Linked DNA regions of Anser cygnoides: region 2 is linked to region 1. The links are chromatin contacts, called in public Hi-C maps. All regions are on one chromosome and are shown on one strand. Each heading gives the region's core, a stretch centred on a gene start, on an enhancer-like site or on the middle of the called end of the contact. The rest is flanking DNA. Distances are from core to core; before and after follow the strand shown.

Evidence for each region. Hi-C and Micro-C count contacts between places; a contact is called where the count stands out from the background.
Region 2: a contact with region 1 is called in a Hi-C map of liver, with 9 times the contacts expected there. The contact joins the promoter of ULK2 here to the promoter of UBC in region 1. A contact is called at or near these places in 2 of 7 Hi-C or Micro-C datasets (both in liver).

The regions. Positions count from the first base shown.
Region 1 is chr18:8,936,758-8,944,252 of Taihu_goose_T2T_genome, reverse strand. It overlaps UBC (ubiquitin C), which reads right to left and starts at 4,057. Exons shown (of 4, transcript XM_013196483.3): 1 at 3,859-4,057; 2 at 2,017-3,206; 3 at 1,912-2,015; 4 at 1,521-1,909. The coding sequence starts at 3,200. The coding sequence ends at 1,677.
Region 2 is chr18:9,208,177-9,215,671 of Taihu_goose_T2T_genome, reverse strand. It overlaps ULK2 (unc-51 like autophagy activating kinase 2), which reads right to left and starts at 2,819. Exons shown (of 28, transcript XM_048074248.2): 1 at 2,174-2,819; 2 at 843-935. The coding sequence starts at 2,266. It overlaps LOC136786614 (a long non-coding RNA gene), which reads left to right and starts at 2,976. Exons shown (of 3, transcript XR_010825785.1): 1 at 2,976-3,630; 2 at 6,266-6,416.

The DNA.
Region 1 (7,495 bases), core at 2,808-5,307:
AGAGATAAGTAATGTAAATTTATTGAGTGCCATATCCCCTCTGGACTGTAAATTGCTCACAGAATTTGTCCATTACGGACAGCTGGGCTATTAAGACACTCTGAAGTGTCTAAAGTGTAAAAAGCACAAAATCAAGAAAATATTAAAGAAAAGGGTATTGCAGGAAATCACTGAATTGACGGAAAGCATCTCTAATGATAGAAATAGCAATTGTTCTTTGAACTTAGGTTTCTGCTAGCACAGCTACAAACAGCAGTCAGGGAATCAAACGTTGCTAAAAAACTATCACCACTGTAACCAGCAATACTATGCTTAACTTAGTTACAATGGGTAGTTTAACTTTTTTCTTTCCCTATGATTGCATCCTTATTAAGAACACACTGCTAATACGGGAGCATTACTACACCACGCATCTCCAGTAGATGCTCATTAACGTTAAACTGAAAATTGAAATTTAAGTGGAACAAGCTAGGGCACTAAAGTGGACAAGAAAGTCTAGATGGTGCATAACACGAAGTACCAGTAAGGTACAAAGCGCATCAGCACAGCGCTGCACACACGGATACCAAAACTCAATTTGAACAGCTAAGCAGCTATCAAAATTCAGTAAAAACCTTGAAAGCCACAATCCTTACAACCTTGGGAAGGCTCCATGAAAGGGCACCTGAATAACCACACACACTTTTTAAGACCCACCACTATACATTGAACCTAACCAGTCTCAATGTCACCTTAAGTCTCCCAACACCCATTTGGATGGAAGATTCCTTGACACACCCCCATTGAAAAAGCATTTCTGTGCTAACTCCCTAGCTTTCAGCATAAAGTATGCTTTTGTAAAACGCTACTACTCAACCCAAGGAAACCCTCTTGTACCCAATACTTCACTTTTCAAGGAAACCATTTTCAGAGCTCAGTATATAGGCAGGCCTCCTAACTGCATGCAACGCGACAGTGCTTGCTGCAGTTAGTCCTTCCCCAAGCATACCAGATGAGTCAACAGTGTAACACCCCACCTCCATTTTATACAACTCCCTTTGAACAGGTTACTCCTGGAACAGACACAACACAGCTTCTCTCCATTAAAAAATGCCTAGCTAGCAACATCACCTACATAGCTTACACAAAGGTTAATGAAGTGTGACTTCACCTGAAGTCAGTGTCAGGCAACGTTATTTACTCAATTCTCAGAACAATTAACCCATTTAAAGATACTGCAGTTTACAAACTATGGTAAATCCACCCTACTGAATTGAGCTGTACAACCTTTGCTTGGTTTGGTAGCGGCTTTCTGGAGCCTTTAACAGAATGCAGTATCCTTCCTGGAAATAAACTGTGTTAAGTTCTAGGTAGAATTAATATAGTATTTCTGCTTAAATTAAGACTTTAATCCATGTATGTTTCAGCTACGATGTCATTACCCATGAAAAGAGGCTTAAACCACCATGGAAAAAAGCCAACATGAGCATGTCACTTAAATATGCTGGTTTTACTAGCTTAAACTGAGACAAGACTACAAATTGTGATGTGCAACAGAAAACTTTATTAGCATTACAACACACAGTTCAGCAGTTATTTAAGCTTGCATTAACTTTGCATTTAATTTAAGACATTAGAAGGACTACAGTGCAAACACAAGTGCTATCAGCAATCTCATCAAGCAAGATGCACAGTGGCTAACAGCCACCCCTCAGGCGCAGCACAAGGTGCAGGGTGGACTCCTTCTGGATGTTGTAGTCAGACAGGGTGCGCCCATCTTCCAGCTGCTTGCCAGCGAAGATCAGCCTCTGCTGGTCAGGAGGAATGCCTTCCTTGTCCTGGATCTTAGCCTTCACATTCTCAATGGTATCGCTGGGCTCAACCTCAAGGGTGATGGTCTCAGTCACACTCTGCAAGGGCACAAGGTGATGGATTCTTTCTGCAGACAGTCAGGCTTGCCAGCAAAGATCAGCCTCTCACCTTCCTTGTCCTGGATCTTGGCCTTCACATTCTCAATGGTATCGCTGGGCTCGATCAAGGGTGATGGTCTTGCCAGTCAGGGTCTTCACGAAGATCTGCATGCCACCTCTCAGGCGCAGCACAAGGTGCAGGGTGGATTCTTTCTGGATGTTGTAGTCAGACAGGGTGCGCCCGTCTTCCAGCTGCTTGCCAGCAAAGATCAGCCTCTGCTGGTCAGGAGGAATGCCTTCCTTGTCCTGGATCTTGGCCTTCACATTCTCAATGGTATCGCTGGGCTCAACCTCAAGGGTGATGGTCTTGCCAGTCAGGGTCTTCACAAAGATCTGCATGCCACCTCTCAGGCGCAGCACAAGGTGCAGGGTGGATTCTTTCTGGATGTTGTAGTCAGACAGGGTGCGCCCATCTTCCAGCTGCTTGCCAGCAAAGATCAGCCTCTGCTGGTCAGGAGGAATGCCTTCCTTGTCCTGGATCTTGGCCTTCACATTCTCAATGGTATCGCTGGGCTCGACCTCAAGGGTGATGGTCTTGCCAGTCAGGGTCTTCACAAAGATCTGCATGCCACCTCTCAGGCGCAGCACAAGGTGCAGGGTGGATTCTTTCTGGATGTTGTAGTCAGACAGGGTGCGCCCATCTTCCAGCTGCTTGCCAGCGAAGATCAGCCTCTGCTGGTCAGGAGGAATGCCTTCCTTGTCCTGGATCTTGGCCTTCACATTCTCAATGGTATCGCTGGGCTCGACCTCAAGGGTGATGGTCTTGCCAGTCAGGGTTTTCACAAAGATCTGCATGCCACCTCTCAGGCGCAGCACAAGGTGCAGGGTGGATTCTTTCTGGATGTTGTAGTCAGACAGGGTGCGCCCATCTTCCAGCTGCTTGCCAGCGAAGATCAGCCTCTGCTGGTCAGGAGGAATGCCTTCCTTGTCCTGGATCTTGGCCTTCACATTCTCAATGGTATCGCTGGGCTCGACCTCAAGGGTGATGGTCTTGCCAGTCAGGGTCTTCACAAAGATCTGCATGCCACCTCTCAGGCGCAGCACAAGGTGCAGGGTGGATTCTTTCTGGATGTTGTAGTCAGACAGGGTGCGCCCATCTTCCAGCTGCTTGCCAGCAAAGATCAGCCTCTGCTGGTCAGGAGGAATGCCTTCCTTGTCCTGGATCTTGGCCTTCACATTCTCAATGGTATCGCTGGGCTCGACCTCAAGGGTGATGGTCTTGCCAGTCAGGGTCTTCACAAAGATCTGCATGTTGAACTGCAAAACATACAGAAATTTCAGCCTTAAGTAGTCAGTAAAATGCAGTCTCAAAACTGTGATTTCTAAATACAACAACTTCTGCTGTTTTGCATTACATAAATAGCATTCAGAATTTTTCTATTTCATTATTGACCATATGAATTCTATAATCTTTCTCTAACTGCTGCTGTTAAAGTAACGATATTTTCTAACCGTCTATCTCTTCAGGACAGACCTCTGATGCTGTCTCCGGGCGAATGGCCCCCAGCTGCCAACCCCTTCCCCTCCCAGCCGCAGCAATGCGGCAGAGGAACCCAGCAGGGGCCGCAGCACCGCCCCGCGCCCTCCCGCGCAGCTGCTGCAGGGCTTCATGCGAACAACCCGTGACAGCAGCGCGGTGCCGCCGCCCGCTGCGGCCGTGACTCAGCGCCTGCTTCCGGCGCAGACGGCAGGCTCCGCCATTTTCCTTCAACTACTCCCTCTTCCTCACCGGGCGGTTACGCGGCCACCCCCCCACCCGTTTGTAACACCGTTCAGGCGTTTAGAGCCGCTCCCTACCTCACCGCCACCAACCAGAAATACCGCCCGACAATCCCCCGGCTCCACTTTCTGCCTCCCTGCCCACAAAAGCAAGGGTTTTCACCCCCCGATTCCCCCCCCCCCGACTCACGTCTCCGGCCCTGAGCGCTGCTCCCTCCAAACTCAGTTCCTTTTTCTCTCCAGCTGTGATCTGCGCGGTGACGCACCCCTGCCCGTATTTATGCAGTTCCTGTCAGGCAGGCCCCGCCCCCGAACGTTGACATGTCCATCCGCCTCTCAAAATAGTCCCAAGCAAAAGACCCCTGTTGATCGAAGCACCCGCCGTTGTCCCTCGGCCGTCCCCCTTATATTAGCGAGGGGGGTCCCGGGCTCTTCGCCTTAGGCCCCAGCCCCGCAAGAATCCCCAAATTTTTGGGAACGCGGATGGATCTGGAGGTGCGGTGAAGCGGCCACTGCAAGTAACGCAACGCTCGGCATTGATTGGTGCAGCAGTAAGAAAGGCGCGTGCTGATTGGCTGACCGGAATGGAGGGTGGGGGTGCTCGCAAGGAAAACTCTGGAAGATTCGAGCGCTGCCGAGTTCTGATTGGTGCGCGGTGAGGTCAGCCCTGTTGCTAGGGCGGCCCCTGTGGCGGGGGCAGATTTCGGTAGGGGCGGGGGAATGCGCATGCGCATAGGGGCTTGTGGGCTTGGGGTCCTCTTTTGGGGCCGGCTTTGTGGGGTCTGCCTCTGTGGGGTCGCCTCGCCTCCCCCAGCAGTGCCTAGGGCTTGGCAGGGAGAGGGGGAAGGTACCGTGGGAAGGGACGGGTTACCTCTGGTGTCAGCCTTCTGTTGGCCTCCAGAGTCCCCGCAGTACCTCGCTGGCCCTTTCCCTGAGGGACACAAAGCATTTCTGTCAGGGCCTGGCATAGTCCCATTGCGTGGGGCTGTGAGGGAAGGCCAGGGAGAGCAGAAATGTGTTAGAAATGCTGGAAAATGCTGGCACTTAGAAATCTGGCAAGTGTTTGTGTCTCCCGGTGCGTCACACGCTATGGGCTGAGTGTGCGCCCTGTCATGAGGCCACTTCCTGAGCTGCCCTTTGAGCCAGTTTTGGGCGGCTGATGGCTTTTTAACGCGAGGCTGCGAAGCAAGCCCTCTGATGAAATGCTGACGTTTGAAATTGAAATGGCTGTTTACTTGCCTTCAGAACAGGAAGCCTTGAACAGGTTATGGAATAACTTCCTGCTGCAAACTGATGTGGCGATGTGCTTCACGTTAATTAAAGCTCATTAGACCTTTCAGACTGGCTCATAACTCAATTTATATCATAACTGGAGTATGCAAAAACAAAAAAGGTTTTTGTGTTGTTTCATTTGCTGCTAGCTTCCTCAGTGAACCCAGATGAACTTTCTGGTAAATCCTCTACTCAGGAAGCAGGAGCATGCATGTGAATAGGCAGGATTTAATACAGAGCTGCGTGCTGTACTTCCATTAAAACAAACAAACAAAAAACCCTTGGTTTCTTCTAGCAAGGCTTGTGTCTGCTAGCACTTCCTGTTTTACAGTAAAAAGAAAATAAATCTTCCTAACAATTATTCACAATGTAGAGACAGGAAGGGAGGAAAACAGTAACTGGAAAATTCAGAGACTGTTCTGTGGCAATAACCAGCCTCTGGAATATTATTCAGCTACATAAACTTAGAGCAAATGGCAGACTTGAGCAATACTACATTTGTTTTTGTTATGCTGCCAGTTTTGCTTAGTGTTTCCAATAGGTTCTTTCTGTTTGCATAGTGCCAAGGTGGAAGATGTTTGATACAGAGCAGCCAAATAATACCTCGGAGCCTTGAGAGGAACTAAAAGTAATATTTACAATTGTGAAAGGCCACGTCTGCTAAACTGGAGATTAACCACAGGCTAATCTTAAAGCCTTGAACTGTGTTTGTGCACATCAGGCTTGCATTAAGGATTTCACTGTGTATTTCCAGAAAATACTGGAGCCCTTCCCTCCTCTGTTTTTTCTAAGTATGGCTCAAGCCTATGACTAAACTGCTTGTGAAAGCAGTTGTTTGTTTTCTGGTTAAATATTCAAATCAACAGATAAGAATAAAATCCCAGCAAGATGGCTCTACCACAGGCAGTTCTTTAAATACGTTGTTAACAACGGCTCCTGAAAGTCATTCGTCAAGGAAATGACATTACCCAAGGCAAGCACAGGCAGCAAAATGCTGCCATTGAATGTAGGCTCTGTTTAGAAAAAACAGTGGATTGTATTTGTCAGTTCCATGCAAAAAGCCTCGTTATTTTCCTCAGGTATCCCTCTGTCAAAAGAGATAAACAAAAGAGCTTGGCTTTGTCTGCACAACTCCAAGGCCTAGCAGAATTAAACTAATCTCCATAGGCTGCTGGCAAGCTACTCTATGCAAGCAATCGTTAGCATTTTTCAGCCTCCACTGATTGGATTTGTTTAATTCTCCTAACTATTAAGCTGGGATAGACATCTACATGCCTGTACAAACCCCACCTCTTTTGTTTCTGGGACAATACAGAGATCTTAAACATCTCTTTTCCTGTTCCTTGGCTTTTTCTCTGTGGTAAATCCATGTACACTGACAGATACACAATTCCTATCTGCACAGATTTGTTATTGTACTTTGATGATATTTTATCATCAGGCTGAAAGGTACTTTTTTTTTGAAGTCGTAATGCAATTTTTATACATTGCAGGCCAGATTCTGCCTCATTTTCACACATTATGTGTACAGAACAATCTCCCAAGCTGATAGTAACATTCTCATGACTTAATTTTACTGAATTTCAGCATTACCTCAGAATTTCTTCAGAAAATATTTTACTACCCAAGCTTGATACAGAGGAGACATGTTTGTTCTTAAATGGTGTACTGTTACTGTTGTGGTTATTCAAAGCACAAGTATTTAGCATATATACTGCCCTTCCTTCAGTAGTTCTAGATGAGTAAGAATCAGCAAGCAGCTGACTGTGGACTGCATATAAATAAAGGCAAACCTGAAAAAGCAGAAATCCGTATCTTGTGACTGGCCTGACTGCACAGGTGGTTCCAGCCTCTGCCAGGGTATGGGGCCTGCCTTTGGGGACACATATTTCTTGCTGAGTGGTTTCAAAAGTAGGTCACTGGGCAGTAGTATAAAATAACCTGCTTTCAGAAGAGAAGAACCTGGGGTCAGAGAAATGTTTCCAATGAATTTGTACATTCTAGAACACAATGTCTGTTTTTTATGTACACTCCTAGGTCTGTTTTTATGTACACTAATGCCCTAGCAACAGCATAGCATTTCGACGTGAGCAATGTCAAATGAAGCAATCTGTTTATCTTTAGCTACAAGGGTTTAACTTGGGACAGCCAGCAAATCAGAGGATTTGAGTAGGAGTAGCAAGTTCAGTACTTTTCCTTAGTTCGAATAAAAACAGGGCTATTTGCCACCAGGAAATACAACGTATTTTTCTACCTCATAATATTACTCATACCTACGTCAGGTCTCTTTCACTGCATATGACGCAGTATAATTATATTTACCTATTTATGCTTATGGAGATAAATATTTTCTCCCTAAACCTGTAACGCTGCAATAAGGCCCAGTCTGGTGAAGTTCCAGCCTTAAGGCAAATAGAGCTGTGGCATGTTACTGCTTGTCCTTGTACTGCCAAGCTCAAGGGTTACAAAAATAACGAGTCACAGATTCAAAAGTACGGTAAGATTGACTGTAATATTGAGATTACCAAAAAAAGACAACTCTCCGAGTTTTGTTT
Region 2 (7,495 bases), core at 1,570-4,069, 270 kb before region 1:
AAGCCAAATAACATCAACTACAACTTGCACGACAACTCATGCAATTATTTGTAACTGTTCAAAACAAAAGCAACTCTTTGCTGAGCACTTGCAGCACACAGACCCAATGCTGCAATTTCTAGTGTATAATATATAAACTAGAATATATACTCGCATATAAAATAGAAATATATCAAGAAAGTTGGAAACAGCACTAAACTTGACAGCAGCATTGATTATTACTGCAAAGGTACATCAGATGAGATGCAGTGAAGTTCAGAGAGCAGAGAGTGCTAAGACACTATCCCAGCAGACATTTCTATAAAACAGCACTGAAGAACTAAATGATGCTCTATTTCCTTCATTAAAGCCACAGTACACTTTTGAAGTGAATTAACTCTGAAGTGGGAAGTCTGCCCCAGGAATCATATTCAGCATGCCAATTTTAGTTTTCGAGGCATCTTTGAGGAGGAAAAAAAAAACAAACCAAAAAGGATCAAGGACCTGTATTTTTACCCTCTGCTGTGACTGTACAGCTTGGGAAAGGTGGTGCAACACTAGGCATCCTGAAGGACAAAGCTTTCTGCATGTGCAATAAAAGCACATACTGGTTCTACAACAGTTTTTCACTTGTAACAACAAAAACATGCCCTTAACCTGTTCCAAGAGCATTTCCAGAACTAAAAGAAGTATCTCTTTTTTTTTTTGTTTTCTTAGTTCTGTATTTCTTCTGGAACTAATAAAGATGCAAAAGGCGTAGCAACAATTACTGTGATACTGCACATGACCCAGAATGAACTGCGTCAAAAGTCTCTTTTCCTTTTCAAGTAAAGCAGCTTTAAAAATCACTGCAATTAACATACCTTTAAGATTTTTATTTCTTTTCCAAGCAGGATTTGTGACTTTGACAAGTTCTTTTTGTTAATACTCTTTATGGCTACTTCCCAATCCGTTTTCTGCAAACAACCAAAAAAGTATTGTCAGTTTAACATATATATGTATTTTTTTTTAACTTTATCCACTAACAAGTATCTAGTGAAGCACAAGAGAAAGAGCAGCAAGATCACCCCTACTCTACCCACCGGTGATTACTACATCACATGACACCATTAAGAACTATTTCATTCCACAACAGTGCAGGCAGCTATTAAAATCCAGCTGCAGCTAGACTGCATTTTCATGGATTTAAAAGCATTAAAAAAAATTATTACAACGAAAATAATCATATCGCATTCGTTTTTCAGTCCCATCCCAATGATGAAGTCACTTTTATTCTCTGTTAGACTTCCCAGTTTTGGCCTTCCTAAACTCCACAGCTGAAAACTGTATGAGCATTTGGTTTTTAAGTAAATATATAGTTTATTTATTGTATGTTTATATACTGCCTAAAAATAAATTGTCTTTGGCATCATCTCCATTGGCCTTCAAAGCTTCTAATGCCTTTTTTTTTTTTTTTTTAAACTCAAAAGTCTCTGTGCTGTGCCCTTCCAAGTTCTTCCCTGATGCTCCCACAGGGTCAGCGTGAAGACTTGCTTTCTGGAAAGCACAGCACTTCAGGCACCAGCCCCAGAATAAACTCTTGCAGCATCAAGAAACCATAACCCAACTACGAATATCCGGGGTGATCGGCGAGCCACTCCAGGAAACCAGACACCTCTGAATTTCAGAAATCTTCCTCCAGTCCCCCAGGAGACAATTTTCCACCGGGTCCCTCGCTCCCCAGCGAGATAAACATGCCCCTCCTGACAAACAAAGGGCTCGGCTCCCCTGCAGCTGCAACTCCCGGCTCGCCGTTATGTTAGGAAGCTACCAAACAGCAGGGAGGAGAGGTGAGAACAGGGCTTAGACGGGCTTTTCGTTGATGTTTTTATTAAACCATCATCACGATAATAAAAGAGAAATCGCTTGGCGAGGCCGGGTGACGGCGGCTCGCCTCAGGCCGCCGCAGGGCCCACCTCTGGGCCCCACCGCCCCCGGCCCGCTACCTCAGAGCCCACCCCGCACCTTTTTGTCTTTTTGTCTTTTTTTTTTTATTATTATTTTCCCTCCCCCCAACCCCAGAAGTCCCCGAAGGCCCCCGGTAGCTGTCACCCCCCGGCACGGGCTCCTCACAGCCGCGGCCCCACCGAGCGACCCCGGGCCGGCGGGGGTTGTGTAACCGGCTGCGGGCCGAGCCCGCCGCTGTGGTATTTACCTTGCGGTGGCGACCTTTGAAGACCACAGCAAAGGCTCCGTGTCCTATCAGGTCCTTCTTGCTGTACTCAAAGTCCCCCACCACCTCCATCATCCCTCAGGGGGGCATGAAGCCCCGGGAAGGGGTTGGGGGGGGGGGGGGGGTGGAAAACAAAGGGGCTCTTCCTCCAGCCGAGGCAGCTACAGCCGCCTCACGGCAGCCGGCGGCGGGCTGGGAGCCTGCCCCTCTCCTGGCTGCCCCCGGCGGCCGGGGCAGCTCCTCTCATCCCGCGGGGGCAGCCGCAGACCCCCCGGCCGGCGGGGCTGCTGCAGGGCGTCTCCGAGGCGAGGGGCTCCGTCAGGCATGGGGAGGGGAAGGGAGGCTCTCAGGGGCCGGCCGTGAGGGGACAGCTCGGCATCGGTGCCGGGACGCGGGGGGCTTGCTCAGCGGGGAAGGGGGCTCGGCGTCCTGCCGCTGCCCGCCCCCATGGCCCCGCCACAGCGGGGGCTGCCGGCGCCGCGGCCCCTCTCAGGGAGCGAGCCCCAGAGCATCCAGCGGGGCGAGGGGGGGAGGCGCGGCCCGCGGCTCCGAAGGGGGCTGGCGCTGTCTCCTCGTCCCCCGAGGGAGAGGAGCGAGCAGGGAGGGTGCAGATGGGGGGGGGGGGGGGGTCTTAAGCCGCCGCCACCGCCGCCTTCCGGGGCTCCCGCCGCTCAGCCAAGCGCCTCCTTTGCGATCCGCACCCCGCCAGCCCCGGCTCCGACTGCCCGCAGCTCCGCGCCTTTTATAGGCCGCATCGCGCAGGCCTCAGCGCTCGGCTTCTTCCGCCGGCGGCCAAAAAGTGCCTCACCCCGTTTAACCCGGCGGGAGCGCGAGGCGCGCACCCTCCGCCGCCATCTCCTCAGGAGCCCGGCGTCGCCTCAGGGCCCCGCCGCCATCACCTCAGGGCTCCGGCGGCGCCTCAGGGCCCCCCGCGCCCCCACACCCGGCGCTGGGGGAGCCACGGCCGCTGGGCACAGGCCCCCCATCCCCTCAGGGAACACCGGGGCCGCACACACGTCCTCGTCCCGGCACCTGGGGGAGACCAGGCTGAGGACAAACATGAATTTCAGCCCCTGCCTTCCCTAGGAAATCGCTTCTAACGCGAGCTGCGTTCCCCTTGGGCCACTTCCTCAGCCACCTCAGGCCTGCCTGAAATGAGGGACAAAGCTGAGGGGCCACCAGGAGAGGGGGGCCCTGCCCCCACCACAGATCGAGGCAGGGTGAGGAGCCACACTGTGAGGCAGCAGCAGAGGTAGGAACGCAGAGGTTAGCTCATCCCACCCAGCACCGCTGCCAGGATGGCGATACTGCTTACCCAGCACCTCAGGGCTCACCCTCAGCCCTGACCCTGCTCCATTAGTAAGCAAGATTCCACATCAGAAGAAACTTAAAGGAATGGAGAAGCAACTGAGGAACACACAGGCAAAATGCTAATACAGGTAAGTGCCCTAAGCCAAAGACACTTCTCATGTTGCTCGCTCTCTTCATGCAGAGAATGGCCACTCTTAATTTGCACCCTCTTCCCCCCAGCACTTCTAGATCAGCCTTGGGCAGTTTTCAGCAACAAATACAAACAAAAAAAACCACCCCCCTACAAAAACAAACAAAGAATCACACCATACACCAGTCACATGGAGACTTTGACCTTCACCTCCAGATCTACATAATTATGCTCCTTTCCTTTCCTCACTGTGCTCTTTCATTTCCTCTCTGCATTTTCCATCATGCCACCTCAGCATCCAGGTTTCACGTGTACGAGACGTTTCAGGCCACCCAAATATCCCCATCTGCCCCGGATCCCATTGGCACTCTGGTCACTACACACGGCAGCAGCAATGATTAACCCTCCTGGCTGTGTGCCGTCAAAGGGGCAGCTGGCAGCAGGCAGCTGCCAGACACAGCACTACTTGGGATTTGGGCACTTACAGACACCACAAGGTGCACTTTGTGATACTGTCGGGCCAGAGCTCAGATCGCCACACATCTGTACTGCTCCTTCTCTCTTGGGGTCTGCTTTCAGTGCTGCTAGATGAAAATAGTGACCTAGCAGAGAGTTACACAGTTGGCCCTCTCATTATTCTTTACTTATCTCCCTTCACTTTCTGTAACTCAAAACCAAGAACTACTAGAGTGGTGTGTCATGTCAAAAACTCCACAGCTAAAGACTTCTCCAAAGATAACACACCTGCATAAGAAATATTTAGCAAGAGATAAATGAGGGAATATTGACAGCTTTATGAAGGATATTTTAAGCTCTAAACATTACATAGAGGCATCAGAAGAATCCTAACACATCTATTTTGTGCCACAGAGAATTAAGAACTTTAAAAAATCCCTCAAGATCAAATTCACCCTTTATTTTCTGAAGTTCTGAGCACCTATGCAAAATTCCTTTGTGGCACTAACCTAAACAAAAAAACAAAGTGAAGCTGGCCAAGTAATTTCAGCAGCTCAGAACACCACCGTGGAAGGAATAAATGAGATGTAAAAATATTCTAAGTTAATCATAAATTAAGGTGTTGGTAGTAACACAAGCACTTTCTAGGATGTATTCACAATGCCCCTTTAAAACCAGGAAAAAGCCCACAAGTCTCAATGTGTTAAATATTCTGACTCACAAAATAATTTCCCTCAGAACTGGCTGTTTATTGCCATCCACTGATTCTCACATTCAGTATTAATCCTCTCAGCATCAGTGTGTATCTTCACCCCAAAGTCTAAGTCACAAACTGCATTTTAGGGAACATAAAAAAAATAAAAAAAAAATAGAAAGATCCCTTTTGAACTGAGAAAGCCACTTTAGGAATTTCTAAACCACCTGCTCTGCATTACACTTCAAAAATGAGACGCGTTTCCCTTTGGTAGCAGCCTGTCTGATGTCCTTTTGTCCTCATAATAGGGCTGGAGCCCTCAAGCAGGTTTATTTCAGCACAGCAAGGACAAAACAGCAAGGAGTGGCAAGGAGATTTGACCAGAATAACTAAATACACCGGCGTACCACTGGGATTTGAACAGGATCTGAGGGGCTGAAATCTCAAAAAGCACTTGATGAAGGGCTGTGAGATTTGCATGCAGGTCACTCATTTGAACTGGCTCCTTGATAAATCTTTGGGAGAGTTTCTAGGTGTCAATATTTCCAGCGTTATGACTACAACAAACCTATTTACAAACAGCACCTTCCCTTGCTTTTGCTACTGAAAGAGGTTGGAGATGAAGCGGACTGTATTTGCCCCCCTTTCCTAGAGAGCCTTGTTGCTGGAGATGCTGGGAGAGCAACACACGATAACCCGCAGGGCTTGTGCTGCTCCTCCCTCACCCGGAACACACGCAGAAATTCACCAGTTAGCACTATCAGGCAGCAGCAGCACTCGGAGGGATGCAGCTTTCTGCTCTGACAAAGTCATGCAGCAGGACAATAAATTACCCAGCGCACTCGAAAGGCACGGCTGGGCAGTGGGCACTAGCACTGCGGTCTAAGAGGCCATGGTGATTCTTCAAAAGCAGAGTACTGTGTGCCGAGTTTATTTCTTTAATATCATTGCCTGGGCAATGGCAGGACTTACACAAACTATCAGCCAGCTGCAGCTCAGCAAGGACAACCAACCTTCAGGGTGAGGGAGAGGAAAACAGAAAATAACATTACTGGAGAGGTATTTGTGGCTTTTTCCTGGCTGCACTACGTTGGTTTGGCCAAATTAGCCCCTCAGATGTGAGCTGGGACTCGTGATCACATGAGGCACAGATCTGGGAAAGAATTAGCACCTTCCACATTGCTTGCCTGAGCGCACAAGAGACGTGTGCTTTCATCTGGCAGGAGTTCCCCACTATACAGACATCACTCTTCTGAGTTTCTATAGTACTTTCATCAAAAGCACTGATGGCCTTTACGGTAAGCCCTTTTCTGCCATACCGCCAAAATGCAGCCATTTCTGAGGGAAACATCGCCTGAATGGTGCCTAGGTTCACCCAAAGAAAAGCAGAGAGAAGATTGTTTCTCCTAATATTCATGCAGAATAAAGATGATGCTGATTTTCTTCCTGTTCATCAAAAGACCTTTTTTGCATCTCTCTCCAGACAATAAGTATGCACATGGAAGTTAAATTACTGATCTGGGAAAATAATCAAGAGATCAGCTGAGTCAAGCAGAACACGAACGCGTGACTGCAAGGAACCAGGATCTCAGGAGCACAACTTGCAACACCACTTCACCAGCCTTCCTGCCTGGGTAAGCAGAACACACAGCCCTGAGAACGATTTTCAGAGGGATGCTAAAGCCCCACTTATCTAAATCTACCCCCAAGGGACAGGAACCTGTCACCTTTCCCACTCCTCTCAGCTCTATCCTGGTCTGCCTACTTCACTCTAGGTGCGCTCACTGTTCTCTTCTTCCCTCCCTCCATCATACCCAGGAATTTAATCAAGACAGGTAAGCCTTTCTCAGCAGACTGGCATGCTTCCCAGTCCTTATCACCACTGTCCTCCCTACTGGGGATTTGTAGTAAAATTAATGGTGGCACAAGCTGAGTTATCACAGCTTTTAAAGGAGAAAGTGTCCGATGGCTCTGTGGCAGAAGCACTGTATCAGCGGAATATGCTTTAAATTATTCTTACAGTATCAGTGAAAAATAAGGTCCTTTTGGTAGGCATACCTGTGTGGTATACTTAATAAGTAACCTGGGTGAAACTGGATTGAAACACAGCAGTACATCCTGAGTTTCCTATTGCACTGGGTTTGAAAACTTCAGGTGTTACAGCAAGCTTTTTGGTAAGTGTAGCTATAGGTACAAAACCATTAAAGCTCATGCTTGGCCTTTGACAAAAAGTAACATCTTATCCACTAATAACACCATCAAGCCAAATCTGCAACCGCAACTCTAAAAATTAGCTAATTAAAGCTCCCATCGCCAGGAGAGAGAGGGTGATCAAGTGCTACTTTGTCTCCTGCCAGAAAGGAGCCACCCCCGAAGCAAAGGGCAGCAGCTGTTTCCCAGCACACAAGTCAGTAAACTGTAGAGCGCGGCCCAAGAAATGCCACTTCCAAATAAAACGGGGAGGAGTGTTATGGGATTGCTTGGGAATACAGCTGGAAAGGGGCCAGCACTTAGTATGCATGAAGGCTGGTCCTGTATGAATGATAGAAACGGGAGCAGCTGCTTAGGATAGGAAAATACGATTTGGTCTCTGTGAGAACTCATCACATGGTGTGGTTCAAAATCGACTCACTATCAGGTCAAAGAACGATTAAGGTAGGTGTTTTTTTTTTTTTTTTTTTTTTTTTTTCCTTTGGCGTGAACTTACAGGCCC